Linked DNA regions of Mus musculus: regions 2 and 3 are each linked to region 1. A link is a contact called in public HiChIP or PLAC-seq and promoter capture Hi-C data. All regions are on one chromosome and are shown on one strand. Each heading gives the region's core, a stretch centred on a gene start, on an enhancer-like site or on the middle of the called end of the contact. The rest is flanking DNA. Distances are from core to core; before and after follow the strand shown. Region 1 holds the start of Rps6ka1 (ribosomal protein S6 kinase polypeptide 1). Region 2 holds the start of Sesn2 (sestrin 2). Region 3 holds the start of Med18 (mediator complex subunit 18).

What was found. HiChIP or PLAC-seq counts read pairs in DNA pulled down with a chosen protein or histone mark. Capture Hi-C pulls out chosen DNA fragments and counts their contacts.
Region 2: a contact with region 1 is called in a promoter capture Hi-C map of liver, with 2.2 times the contacts expected there. The contact joins the promoter of Sesn2 here to the promoter of Rps6ka1 in region 1.
Region 3: an H3K27ac HiChIP or PLAC-seq map of microglia shows a contact between it and region 1, with 5 times the contacts expected there. The contact joins the promoter of Med18 here to the promoter of Rps6ka1 in region 1. A contact is called at or near these places in 1 of 484 Hi-C or Micro-C datasets (B cells), 1 of 115 datasets of contacts at active chromatin or transcription factors (microglia) and 1 of 9 other capture datasets (embryonic stem cells).

Annotation. Positions count from the first base shown.
Region 1 is chr4:133,885,029-133,889,220 of GRCm38.p6, reverse strand. Rps6ka1 (ribosomal protein S6 kinase polypeptide 1) reads left to right here and starts at 1,424. Exons shown (of 22, transcript NM_009097.5): 1 at 1,424-1,651. The coding sequence starts at 1,589.
Region 2 is chr4:132,508,449-132,512,614 of GRCm38.p6, reverse strand. It overlaps Sesn2 (sestrin 2), which reads left to right and starts at 2,159. Exons shown (of 10, transcript NM_144907.1): 1 at 2,159-2,551. The coding sequence starts at 2,462.
Region 3 is chr4:132,462,224-132,466,608 of GRCm38.p6, reverse strand. It overlaps Med18 (mediator complex subunit 18), which reads left to right and starts at 2,688. Exons shown (of 3, transcript NM_026039.3): 1 at 2,688-2,835; 2 at 3,601-3,744. The coding sequence starts at 3,672.

The DNA.
Region 1 (4,192 bases), core at 175-2,674:
CCTGGATTAAATTTATTTCTATTTATTCATTTATTTATTTACTTAGTTGGGTTTTTGGGGTTTGGGGGGTTTGTTTGTTTTGTTTTGATACAGGTTCTTACTGTGTAGCCCTGGCTGGCCTAGAATTGGCTAAGTAGCCCAAGCTAGCCCTGAACAGAGATCCTCCTGCCTCTGCCTCCCTACTGCTAGGATTAGAGGCGTGAGTGACTTCTCTCCACTTAAAAATGTACTGCATTAAAATGTCTTTATCGGGGAAGGTTGTCCCTGTGCACATTTGTGGAGGTCAAAGGACTGCTTATGAGTTGGTTCTCTTCCACCACATGGGGCCTGGGGATCAGACTCAGGGAAGGCAAGCTCTTTTACCCATTGAGTCCATCCACGGACCCACCCCACACTCTTTTAAACACCAGTGTGCTCCTGACCTGCTGTGTGACTTCGGATAAATAGCTTAGGGTGTCTACTAGGATGGGGTGGAGTCTCAAAAAAAAAATCACAAGCTGCCTGAAGGTGGAGGTCGGAGATACTCAACACGACCTGGCCGGCAAAGCCTGGGTTCCATGGCCATAACCAAGCAAGGAAACGTAACAAAAAATAAATTCCCTATCAATGACGCCTGTCTTCGCTGGAGGCTTTTAATAAACGAGCCAGCTTGTCTTTCACCTGAGAGTAAGTCTCACGACACCTGGGGCCTAAAATCTCCTTAAGAGCAGGCCAAATCTTACTGGAGAGAATCCTGATCCCACCAGAACTGGATTTTGCCTTCTTTCCAGGGACTCCTGCTCAAGTCAGACCACAATCTGGTCTGCCACGGAAGAGGCGCGGACCTGGCCTGAAACCAGCGCCCTCAAGTGATAGGGCACAACAGACTAGGAAGGAGAAAAAAAAATGCGTATTAGGAAATCACCCTGGGGGCGCTGTGGGTCCTGGCGCTGGCTGGCTTGGGACCCGGGGATCACATGGAGACCCCAAAGTGTGGGCTCCCGTGATGTGCACAAGCTTTCGGAAGGGGGCGATCCTAAGGGCTTGGAGAGCTGAGAGCCAGAGGGCACAAGGCCCAGGCTCCTTCCACGCCTCAGTCGGGATCAGGCCCAGGACGTCCCATGTAAATGTGGGGTGGCAGCCCCTCCCCCTGGAGGGAGAAGGCACATCTGGGTTAACATCCCAAAGGCTGCTAGGACAGGACAACGGAGGCCCCAGCGAGGTCTGCAAAGCGGCACAAAGCCCGGGAAAACGGAACCCGCGGAGCCTCCGGTGGGCAGGGCCGACAGTGGGCTGGGGTCTCTCGTGAAGGCAAGGCTGACTCCCGGCGCGTTGGGGGCGGGGGTCCGCGCCGGGAATGCCGCGCCGTGGGGGGACTGGGCGGGGCTACTCAGGCCCCGCCCCCGCGCAGGTAGCCAATGGGCGCGGCGGCGCCGGGTGACGGAGCGAGCCGAAGTGCGAGTGCCGCGGCGGCGGCGGACGGCCCATCCAGAGCGCGAGGGGCTCAGGGGCGTGCGGGGGTCTCGGTGTAGCAGCAGGGACCCCGTGGCCCAGAGGCAGCGCTGCCCGGGGCCGCCGGGAGGAGCGCGGGCGGTCCGGCAGCGGCGCGATGCCGCTCGCCCAGCTCAAGGAGCCCTGGCCGCTCATGGAGCTGGTGCCGCTGGACCCGGAGGTGAGTGAGAGGGGCGGGGGTTGGGGGGACAGGCGGCGGCGGCCGGCCAGCCCGGATCCGCACCGGGGCGGGGCGGGGGCGGCCCGCGGCGTCTCTGCAGCCCCGCGGGGACGTGAGTGCCCTCCGGTCTCTAGCTCACTGTCCGGCTCCACCCCCTTGTGCTCCGGGTGTGCGTGTGTAGGGGATGGTTCTGCTGGGCTCTCAGTACCTCCCTGCAGTAGCCAGGAGAGGAATCTCCACGGTGTGTTGAGATCTGACACCTAGGACCCATCCCGCTTATCATCTTTTAGTAGCTGTGGGAGTTGCCCCAATCAGTGCAGAAGGGAGAAAGGCTTGGGTCAGATGTCTAGGCTTCTACTAGAGACAAGGATCATGGGAATCCGGTTTCTCACCTTAACCTCTCCCCAAGACCTCTCTTCGTTCCTCCACTTCTGACCTTAGGAAGGTAGCCCTGCTGAATCCCAGGCAGTTATGGAACGTGGGACGATACCACCTCTGGAGTTGGAGCCTGCTTTCCTTTGCCCTAAAGCTAATGACACCGGGTCTTCCTACTTCAGATTATGCTGAAGAGTGGGGAAAGTCCTTAGATCTTGTGAAGACTGTCTCTGTAGAAGAGACTCTGCCTCCGTCTTCCTCTCTCCCTCCTTCCTTTCCTGTAGAAAAAGGCTGAGCCCTTGGGCAGTATGGCTTCTGCCACCTAGCCTTTCCCAGAAGCAACTCCTGTCTTTTTTGAGGGCTTTGTGGTCCAACCCTGAGCATGCAGGAGGCCACTTCTGTGCTGTCCTGTCACCCTGGGATCAAGGTCAAGTTTTGAACCAGCAACTTTAAAACTTTCCCTGCTCTCCTGCTGCGAAGGAGGCAGGTGAAACTCTGCCTTCCTTCACTGGAGCTGTTTTGGGGTACAGGAGGCTGGGGTACAGGAGACCTCACTTGATCCCAGAACCTAGATGCTTTTTCTCCTGGCTTGAACCCCTTTACCTATGCTTGGTACCTCAGGTCAGTCACTGTGAGCCCTGTCTCTCAGGACCACGGGCAGAGAGAGGATCCACAGTGAGATCCCCAAGTCTCCAGGCACTCAGGGCATGCTGCCCCTTTAAAGGGATGGGCTACACTGGCTATTGGAGGGTGGGCGCGGCTGGATTAGGTAACCAACCTGAAGGCGCAATTTGGAGTAAATTGTTCTGGGATCCTTGCCACGGGGGTTTTACAGGCCCTACACAGGCGCTCAGAGGCTGTCTGGCTGACTCACCCTCCTAGGTGAGGAGCACTGCTCTCTGCAGCCCCTGGTGCTCCCCCCACACTCCCCAGGACTGGGGCACAAGGCCCCAGGGAAGGCTCAGAGGTGTACTCCTTGGCTTGGGCACGCCCCTGCCACCTGGGCCTCCAGAGGAAGGGAGGCCTGACCTCGGTATGGCTAGGGAGGGACTCAGCCTAGGGACTCACAGCTTTACCCTAGCGCGGAGAGTAGAGTTCTAGGAGTGCTGGCCTCCTCCAGGGCAGCACTTCCTGCTTCCCTTTGGGAAATCCTGAGGCCAGAGGCAGCCTCATGGGGGCCAGGTTAAACCGGAAACATCTTAGTTTGAATACTGTTGCACCTGAATTCAGGCGAGGGGAGACTGTCACATTTCCTGGGATGGGGGAGAGGAGTTTTTTCATTGAGTTTCACTTCAGAAATGTTGTGTGGCCCTAAGTCCATCTTCAAGCTGTCTGGGCCTCTCCTTCCAGCACCACAGATGAGTTTCTAGCTCTACTTCCTGGGCCTGACAAGGTGCAAAACCCTGGGTCCTGCTGCCTGGGTCCCCTCCCCCAGGCCATGGAGGTGCCTGTGGACTGGGTGTTATTGTTTGGGTAACCAGAGCTGTGGGGCAGTGAGGGTGTGCATGCTCACTTGAGAACAGGGCCCTGCTGTTCTTCGTGCAGATGACACGTAAGTGATACAGTGCCTAGCCTGCAGGTACTGGCGCCATTGTGGCCAGGAAGAAGGCAGGTAAGGGGGCTGGCAAGGGCATTTGGCAGAAGAGGTCTGGGATCTGAATTGCCCTGTCTTCCCATTGCTGTCACCAGAAGTGGGCTGCTGGCAGGCAGGGCCCAGGTGGACTAAACCAACTGGACGTAGGGGTGAGGATGTTACCTGGGCTTTTTTTGGTTCTGCTGAAAGCAGCAGAGCTTTGTCTCCAGCTGCTACTTATTGATGTCATGCAACTTTAAAAAAGATGACCCCCCCTCCCATTTTCAAATGGGAAGGCAGGACTCAGGGATGCTGGCGTGTGCATTAATATCAGGACTAGAACCCAGTGCTGTCACTGTTTCCCTCCAAGCAAGAGAGACTCAAAGATGAGTGTGGGGTGGGTTTCAACTGGCACAGGTGGCAGGTAGGCAGAGAGCAGCTCCGGATGTTGGCACACACTTCTCAGGCCTCAGGGCCTTTGTCCAGCCTTGGCTGAGGGCTAGCAGTGTCCTGGCACTTGGCCCCCAGGCTCCAACAGTGCAACAGGGCTGCCAGGGCTGGGCTCAGAACCCAGTTCCTGGGGCTGCTTCCTG
Region 2 (4,166 bases), core at 910-3,409, 1.4 Mb after region 1:
AGTCAAAAAAAAAAAAATGCAGTGTGGTTGACAATCAGTTTTACCTTTCTAAATGGAAGTGTCTTCACACATGGCTGGTAATAAAGTCCATTAACTGGAAGGAAGGGGTAAGGCTTGTAAATGCGGTACTGAAGCTCCATGTGTTTGGTAAGCAGAGCCAGGAGGAGGTTAAAGGTGTTGAGGAGCAGGGGCAAGGTGACTTTTCAGCAGGGCTGAAGGGGGCTTCCGGAGGGAGCAGCATCTTGAAGGCTTCACTCAGGCCCCCAACAGGATGAAAGCTCTAAAGGCTCCCTGTCACTTCAAGGAGTAGAACTTGCAGAGGAGTATTGAAAAAGTTGAAGGATCATGGGTGTGACAGATAAGACTGAAGATGTAGGCTGAAACGTATCTTGGCAGGCCTTGAGGATCCACCTAGAGGTTTCACTTTATTCAGTAGCTGATGAAATAATACTGAAAAAAAAAATGTAGCCTGGCTACTGACATTATTGTTATTTCTGTTCGTGTGTCTGTGTGGTATTGGGAATAGAATCCAAGGCCTTGGGGTCCTAAGTGGACACTGTAATATTATCCTCTATCCTCATCCCACAGAGTATATGCATTTGTTTGTTTATTTGTTTTTGGTTTTTTGAGACAGGCTTCTGTGTAGCCCTGGCTGTCCTGGAACTCACTCTGTAGACCAGGTTGGCCTTGAACTCAGAAATCCACCTGCCTCTGCCTCCCAAGTGCTGGGACTAAAGGCGTGTGCCACCATGCCCGGCTGAGTCTATGTTTTTAAGGAGAAAGCTGAATCTGATATAGAGTTGTTTAGAAAAGAATTAACCCAAAGGGATATTCAGTGGCCAAGGGTATATTATTAGAAGCACGTTGTGCCAGGTGGCATAAGGTAGAAAGAAAAAAAAAAAGTCTAAATGTAGACACTGCCCTCAACAAGTTTATAATAAAAACTTTCAGATAAGACAAATACACAGAATATGACAACACAAGTTACAGTATGGAAAGTATTAAAACACAGAGAGAAAGGTCCAGCCCGAGTTTAGGGCTCTAAGGAGCATGCAGGTGAACTCCCTTCCCTACAGAAGGCATTAGACCAAGTCAGGAGATCACCTTTGGTATCATAAGCCTAAACTCAAGACTATTTCAGGCAGGAACTGAGAGGATTAATCAGCTCCAGCTCTGTCTAGGACTCCTTAACCAGAATAAAGAGAAACTTGAAACGGGAGAGGCCTGAAGAAAAACCGCGAAGGAGATGAGTAGAAGTGAATGGGTGAATCAAGGGTAAAGTGCTGAGATCTGGATGGAAGAGGTGAGTGTAGGGAAGTCATGAGAGTGAATGTCTAGAGAAAAAGAGGGCTAAAAACAGAAACTAGGAGAGCACCCACGTTTAGGGAGTGGATGGAAAAAGAGGAGTCAGAGAGGAGTGGCCAGAGGGAGAAGTGAGAAATAGATCAAGCCAAACACCTAAGTTACAAAGTTTCCATGAGTGCCTGGAGGGTGGAAGGCGGTGTGAAGGCACCCAAGGCAGGACAGAAGAGGGGAAATTGTAGCAATGAGGATTGAGATTAAATTTGAGATTGTCAAGGGTATTTCAGTGAGGGCTTTTCCAGAGACTCCACAAATAAGGTGATTTCCTTGGTTTAGTGTTTCTGAAGGTGCAGATCCCTCAGGGCCTGAGGGGACAGGGTGGTGGCTCTTGGCTTCAAATTTGTGGGTTTTGATCTATAATTAGAAGAACTGGATGTGTGTGGTTAGAACTCTCTGCAGACCTAACCAGTCCCTCCAGGAACTGGAAAGCTGAAGAACTTACTCAGAAGGGATTTCACACCTGGCTGTCTGGCCCAGCCCCGTGAAGTCCCGTTTCATCACGCAGCCCTAATGACTCCTTGGGCTGTCACTCTCATCTGGTATTGCCAGAGACCTGACTAACGCCTTCATGCAAAAGTTTGCAGCATCTGTGCGAGGCCAACTACAGCTCCCAGAGTTCCCAGGCGCTTGTCGATGCTGATTGGACGGAAGGTTGGCTCCGGAGGGAGGTGTCGGCTCCGCCTCCCCGAGAAACAGGCATCTGATTGGCTGCGCCGTGGGACTTTTGTGTCCCCGCCCTCCCCCAGGGACCGCAGCGGGCTGACAGAGCCGGGCGAGCGCTGGCAGTTCCGTGGTGGGGATGGTGAGGAGCGCCGGCTTCCCGAGCAGCGCTGGCCACTGCGGACTTCCGAGGCACTCCGGGCCGTGAAAACCTCTGCGCCGCGGCCAATCTCAGGCCTCCGAGGCCGGCCGCAGTTTTCCAAGCTGGGCTGAAAGGAGTGTCTATCGCCGTAGCGCCGGTTCTCCTAATCCCGAGAGACAGCCCGGGGATCTCGAGCTTCCCCGGCGACCCCTAGTCCCGGCCTCCTGTGCGCGCCCGACCTAGACCCCTCGGGTGTCCCAGGCGCGGACGAGCCGCGGCCGGGTCCTGGCGTACACCATGATCGTAGCGGACTCCGAGTGCCATTCCGAGATCAAGGGCTACCTGCCGTTCACCAGGGGTGGTGTGGCCGGCCCCGAGACCCGAGAGGTAAGCAACAGCCGGGCGAACCCGCTCTCCTCCAGCCACCGCCGAGCTTCGGGCAGACCCGGTCTAAGTCTGGTGCGCTCCCCCCGGGCTTAGGGTCTGAGAGCACGTAAGCTAGGGCTAGGGTTGCATCAACTGCAGCCTCCGCTCTCCCTTCCCCTCCCCACTGCCCTCTCTCTCTTTACCCTCCCCACTACCACCCTGGGAGGGAGGGGGATGCGGAGCCCTCCCTGGCTCCTTCGGACTCCTGGCCAATGAGAGGGGACGCCTTCTCGTGGCTCTTTGGGTTTGTTCTCTGCTAAAGCGAGCGTCTTCAAGTCCAGGCAAATCCCGGCCGGAGAGACCCGACCACTCCTCCTCCCCGCCCCCTTCCGCAGAATCCCTTCCTCTCGGTGGGGGCAGGCGGGCTGGGAGCTCTTTCTAGGATCGGTTTCTGGTCCTGTCGCTCAGCGAAGGGAGTAAACCACCTGGGACTGACCAGGGAAGGTCGATTCCCTTTTTCAGTCCTTACCTGCACCCCCGATCTGGAGACTGGTCCGAGTGCTTTATGGGTCTGGCTGGCGGCCTGATCCTCGGCGGCGGCAGCCTGAGAGAGCTAGGGGAGAAAGCGGATAACCCTTGGTCCCTTGATAGATTGCTTCCTATTAAATTGTTCTGGGGTCCTCAAAGTTTGTTTTGCTGTCTCCTCAGAGCGTAGAGAGACTTCACAGGGAGACAAGGTATAATGCCAGTATAAAGCCCCCGTCTCCCTCCCAGCAGTCTCGATAGTGGACATAGTCTATGTCGTGTATGGAGCACCTACTAGATGCCAGGATATAGGTTTTGTCTGACAAAGACAGCAAATACAAAACGTATTTTAACCCCATTTTACAGAATGAGAAAATTGAGGCCCGAAAGGGACAGAGAGAGGCCTAGCCCTCATTCTCTGGACTGTGTGTGACTAGGATTTTGGAGAATGCTTGGCACTGCAGAAGATACTGATCCTTTTTGATTTTCTAAGCCTAGAGCAGTGTGGAAGGTCTATTGCCGGGGCTGGAAATAGGTACAGTGGTAGTCCCAAGGTGTATGATCTTAAAACCAGCCCATGTCTGAGGAAATGTCTTGGGGGGGGGGGGTCGTTGGAGGCAGCCATCAGTCTGTTGCTTCTTCATATGGTTTAGGAATCTGTATGCAGAAAGGACACCTCGCCTCAGCCTCTTTGCTGATAACTTTTGTCTGCCTTGTGAACAATGTTGTTTTTGTTAGTGAGCGCCCCAGAGCACTGAGGGAGGTGAGGGCTGGATTCCAGTCCCACCCTTCACTTTCTCCCTGGATGGGTTATCTCAGCTGAGCGATCGCTTTTGATTGCAGTCTCTTACCGGGTATTTTGATAGTATCTCTAAAAGGTTGTTGGACATTAACTTAAAATACAAGCAAATGCATGAAGAGTGCCTGGGACATATTTACTGCGGGGGGGGGGGGGCTGGCCTTGTATTTAAAATGCTAGCTTCTGGAAGACTGACTTTAGCTGACATCTCTCCCCACCCCCCAGTGCCTCTCAAGGGGCTTCCAGAGTCTATTCTCTACTCTGGGAGGAGGAGAGCCCGCACAGCGCTCTGCCTGCTGTGCCTGTAGGAAG
Region 3 (4,385 bases), core at 1,439-3,938, 1.4 Mb after region 1:
GGCCATGACCACACCATGCCCGGAAGTCAGCATTTGACAGCAGCAGCACTACCCCTTCCTCGGGCCTCCTCTTCTGTGATGCTCTCTGAGCTGTGGAGTGTTATGGGAGCTCTCTCATTCATGGCTGAACATCCAGCAGTCTCTCATCAGTCTGACCAACTAGTTAGGAGTCTCCTCAGGGATCCCTGCCCACTGAAAAAGGAAGCTTCTTTGAGGAAAGCTGACAGACCTATTAACCTCTACCTATAAACGTAGCCATTTGGAAGGCAATTTGACTGGTATTTCATGTTCTTCAGCAAAACAACAGCAGTGTCTTCTACTAGTACTGGTGACCTCACAAGCCGCAGGCTTTTGACTAGGTTTACAGTAGCAGATGGAAATTTCTCCTGTGGTGCAGGCCTCAAATCCAACCCTAAAGTCTTAGGAGCTAGTTACTCAGTTACTCAGTATCAGTGTTAGTATGCACCTGGAGTCTTACTTGTCTAGTCCGTACTGTTGCGTGTAGATTCACAGTGTGTGCTCTCTCCCCCTCCCCATGTGTTTTGTGTGTGTGTATTTTGAGACAGAGTGTCATGGTGTAGCCCTGTTTGGCCTGGACCTCACTACTGTAGCCCACGCTAGCCTGGACCTCACAGAAATCTATCTGCCTTTGCCTCCCATGCACCACCAGGACTGGCTCTCCATGTTATTTAACATCATCAGCTAAATGAAGAGGGTGGTGGCTCACACTCACACTTGTCCTGAGCCTTGAGTTCCAGGAAAGTGTGGACTACAGTGTGCGTGCTACTGTCTCACGAGTTTTTTCATTAACCTCTTTTTTGTTTTGTTTTGTTTTTTTGTTTTTTGTTTTCTGAGACAGGGTTTCTCTGTGTAGCCCTGGCTGTCCTGGAACTTACTCCGTAGACCAGGCTGGCCTCGAACTCAGAAATCTGCCTGCCTCTGTCTCCTGAGTCCTGGGATCAAAGGCGTGCACCACCACCTCCCGGCTTCGTTAACCTCTTAAAACATTGCCTTACAGGCGTTATTAATATTATTTACAGTGCTGGGGATCAAACCTCAGGCCTGACACCCTGTACCACTGAGCTGTATAGCCCTGCATTTTTCTTAATCTTAAATACTCAACTTCTTGTTGTTGTCTGAATGTCATAAGTGATTATGTTGATATATACTGAACTAGACCATTCCATGATTACAAAGAAAGATGTATTAGAGATTAAACTGTCAAGCCATGGGAGGAGGTGGCAGAAAGAAGAACAAAGTGGCAGAGAAGCAAGCTGATTTCATGTGACAGCAAGGTGGAGCCCTGAGCTGATACAAGCTGCCCAGACTGACTGGGAACCAGGTACCCTTGCCTGAGGTAGTGACCTTTGGGGAAATGTTAAGGAGGGAGGGGTCCTGAAAGATTAAGGGTGCCTCACTCTATGTCCCTTATGTGTTTGGCATATGTACAGAGTTCAATAAGTACTTGTTGAATTTAAAATCCTTATCTATCTATCTATCTATCTATCTATCTATCTATCTATCTAATGTATATGTGTGCCTAGATATATGTGTACCATGTATGTCCTTTAGCATGGATGCCAGATGAGGGTGTCAGATCCCTTGGAACTAGAGTGGCAGGTGGTTGTGAGTCACATGATATGGGTGTTAGGGCTGAACCCAGGTCCTCTGAATAACAGCAAGTGCTCTAAACTGCTTAGCCATCTTCCCAGCCCCTAGTTATTTATTTATATTTTGTGTTATGAGTGTTTTTGCAAGTGTGTATGCATGTCTACCACACGGATGCAGTGACTGATGTAGTCAGACAAGGTAATAGAGCCCCTGGAAAGGAAATTATAAATGGTTGTTAGCCACTATGTGGGAGTTTGGGACCTCTGAGAGAGCAGCAGGGGCTATTAACTGCTCAGCCATCTCTCTAGCCCTTATTAATTAACTTATTTATTTATTTATTTATTTATTTATTTATTAAAAACCTCACAATATTGTTTAAGCGTTGAATGGCTCTGCTGGAGAGATCCTTACCACAGCTTCCCAAGGTTCTCAGATTTGAACTGTGCCTGGTCCCATGTATTTAAAGTTATGGTATGCACTGTAAATTGAACAAGTTTGCTGTTGTTTTGTATTAAACTTATGGCCTTGCACATGTCAGACAAGGCTCTAGCACTGAGCTGTTTCTCCAGACCCTTGAAAGCACACAAAATATTGTTCCTGCTGAGGTCTATATATAAATACACAACGCTGTGGTTAGCGTTTCCGATTTACAACATACCCCTTCCTTTTCTTTTTCTTTAATTTAATTTTTAACTTATTCATTTTACATCTCTTTCACTGCCAGCCCCGCCACCTCCGCCTCCCTTCTTTTTCAATGTGACTCTCCTTCCTCGCTCCCCCCAGTGGCTGAGTTCAAAATTTAAATATGGTATCCAATCGGCTTTATGAGATCTGATCAAAACATCCAGGTCGTCGAAGCTGAAAAAAAAAAAAAAAAAAAAAAAAACGTATCCTAGAGCTGTCCTATGACAGTCACCTTCCACGGTACCACTCTAGACTAGGACCCCAAAGCAACAGCAGCCCCGAACCTTGCGCGTGCGCTCTTGCACACCGGTGCCAGAAGGCGGGCGCGTTCCTTGCCCTCTCGGCACCCTTACTTTTCGGGGCGGTAGCGGAGAAGTTTCCTGTCCCTCAGCTTCCTACCGGAAGTGCTGAAGGGAGAGTTTGGCGGTTTCTCTGGCTCTGCGCTGGCGGCATTTGGGGGTGCGGATTGCGGGTGTGCACGCGTGGATTTAATTCCAGCTTTACAAGGATCTGTAGCGCGGACGGAGACGTGTTGCTAGTGTAAGTGCACACGTGTCCCGGCTGCCCGCGTGGGAGGACCGGGACAGTCACTCTAACTTCATATTTCCCGCCTGGCTCATTTGCAGAGGCGTTCTCATAAAGGCAGAACCAGTTCTAGTTACATCGCTCGTGTGCCCTGGGGCCTTTCCCTGAGTCTGCATGGCCTCCGCATAGAGTGAAGGGTGGACAAGGTCCTTAGGTCTCCCTCGGATCTTTTCTTTTGTTTTTTCTTTGAGACAGTCTCACTGTGATGCCCTAATTGGCCGGGATTTGCTATATAGACCAGTCTAGCCCGAAGCTGCAGCCGTCCTTCTAACTCTGTCCCCAAGTATTGAGATTACAGATGTTCCCCCCAACACAGCCGGTTTTTATTTCTTTATGTTTGGAAACGAGGCCTCTCAGTGTAGCCCAGTGTAGTTACCATTTTTGAATATGAATGTCGGTTTCTTTCGAGCCAGGTAGTGGGTGGGGGAGACGAGGGCTGTGGGGTTAAACACCCTTGGTCTTATTTTAAACGAGACAGTAGGTTTCGGAACAAGAGGTTACATAGCTGCCTCGAGATTACATAGAAAAACGTTTATAAGGTTCAGAACTTGATACTAGATGGCTATTCCGTATCTCCGGAGCTAGAACCCCTCTTATTCCCGAGTCACCCGTTCTTGGAACCGGCTGTATAAGCAGATGTGCAAAGTTAAGACTGAATGAGCTTTGGTTTCAAGGCCACTGCCGCAGCAAACAGGGTATGGACAAGTGTGACTTTTCCAGGTGGATCCTGTGCTTCTCCGGTTGGAAGATCTGTTTGCAGTTCTGTTGTCTTGAACCTAATTAGAGGCATCATGGAGGCGCCTCCAGTCACCATGATGCCCGTCACTGGGGGCACCATTAACATGATGGAGTACCTCCTGCAGGGTAAGTCAGCCAAGGAGCTTGTGTTACCAAGTTTTCAGTTTTTTCTGGCTAGAGCAAGTTGAGATGACTTATAGGCAACTGTAGGGTTCCTGTAACTGTGTTTAAAAGAGGGTGGGTGGGAAGATGGCTCAATGGCCAGAAACTCACTCTGTAGACCCTTCTGGCTGCAGGGGCCTGGGATTATAGATATTTACCACTATTGTCCTATTGTCTGTTCTCTCTCTCTCTCTCCCTCTCTCCCTCTCTCTCTCCCTCCCTCCCTTGCTCTTTCTTTCTTTCTTTCTTTCTTTCCTCTATTTTTGTTTGTCTCCGTATAGTTCTCGCTGTCTATAGACCAGGCTGGCCTCGAACTCAGAATTCAGAGGTCCATCTGCTCTGTCTCCCAAGTGCTTGGGATTAAAGGCACAAGCCACCACTGCATGACTTTCATTTTTTTTTTTTTTTCATCTTGAAAAATTAAAACTCAGGCCCGAGGAGAAGGCCCAGCCGTTAAAAGCACTGGCTGCTTCTTGGTTCAATTCCCAGCACCTACATGGCAGCTCACAACTGTGTGTAACTCCAGTTGCAGAGAATTTGATGCCCTAGTCTGGTCTCCATGGATTCAGGCATACAGGTAGTTCACAGATGAGCTTGCAGGCAAA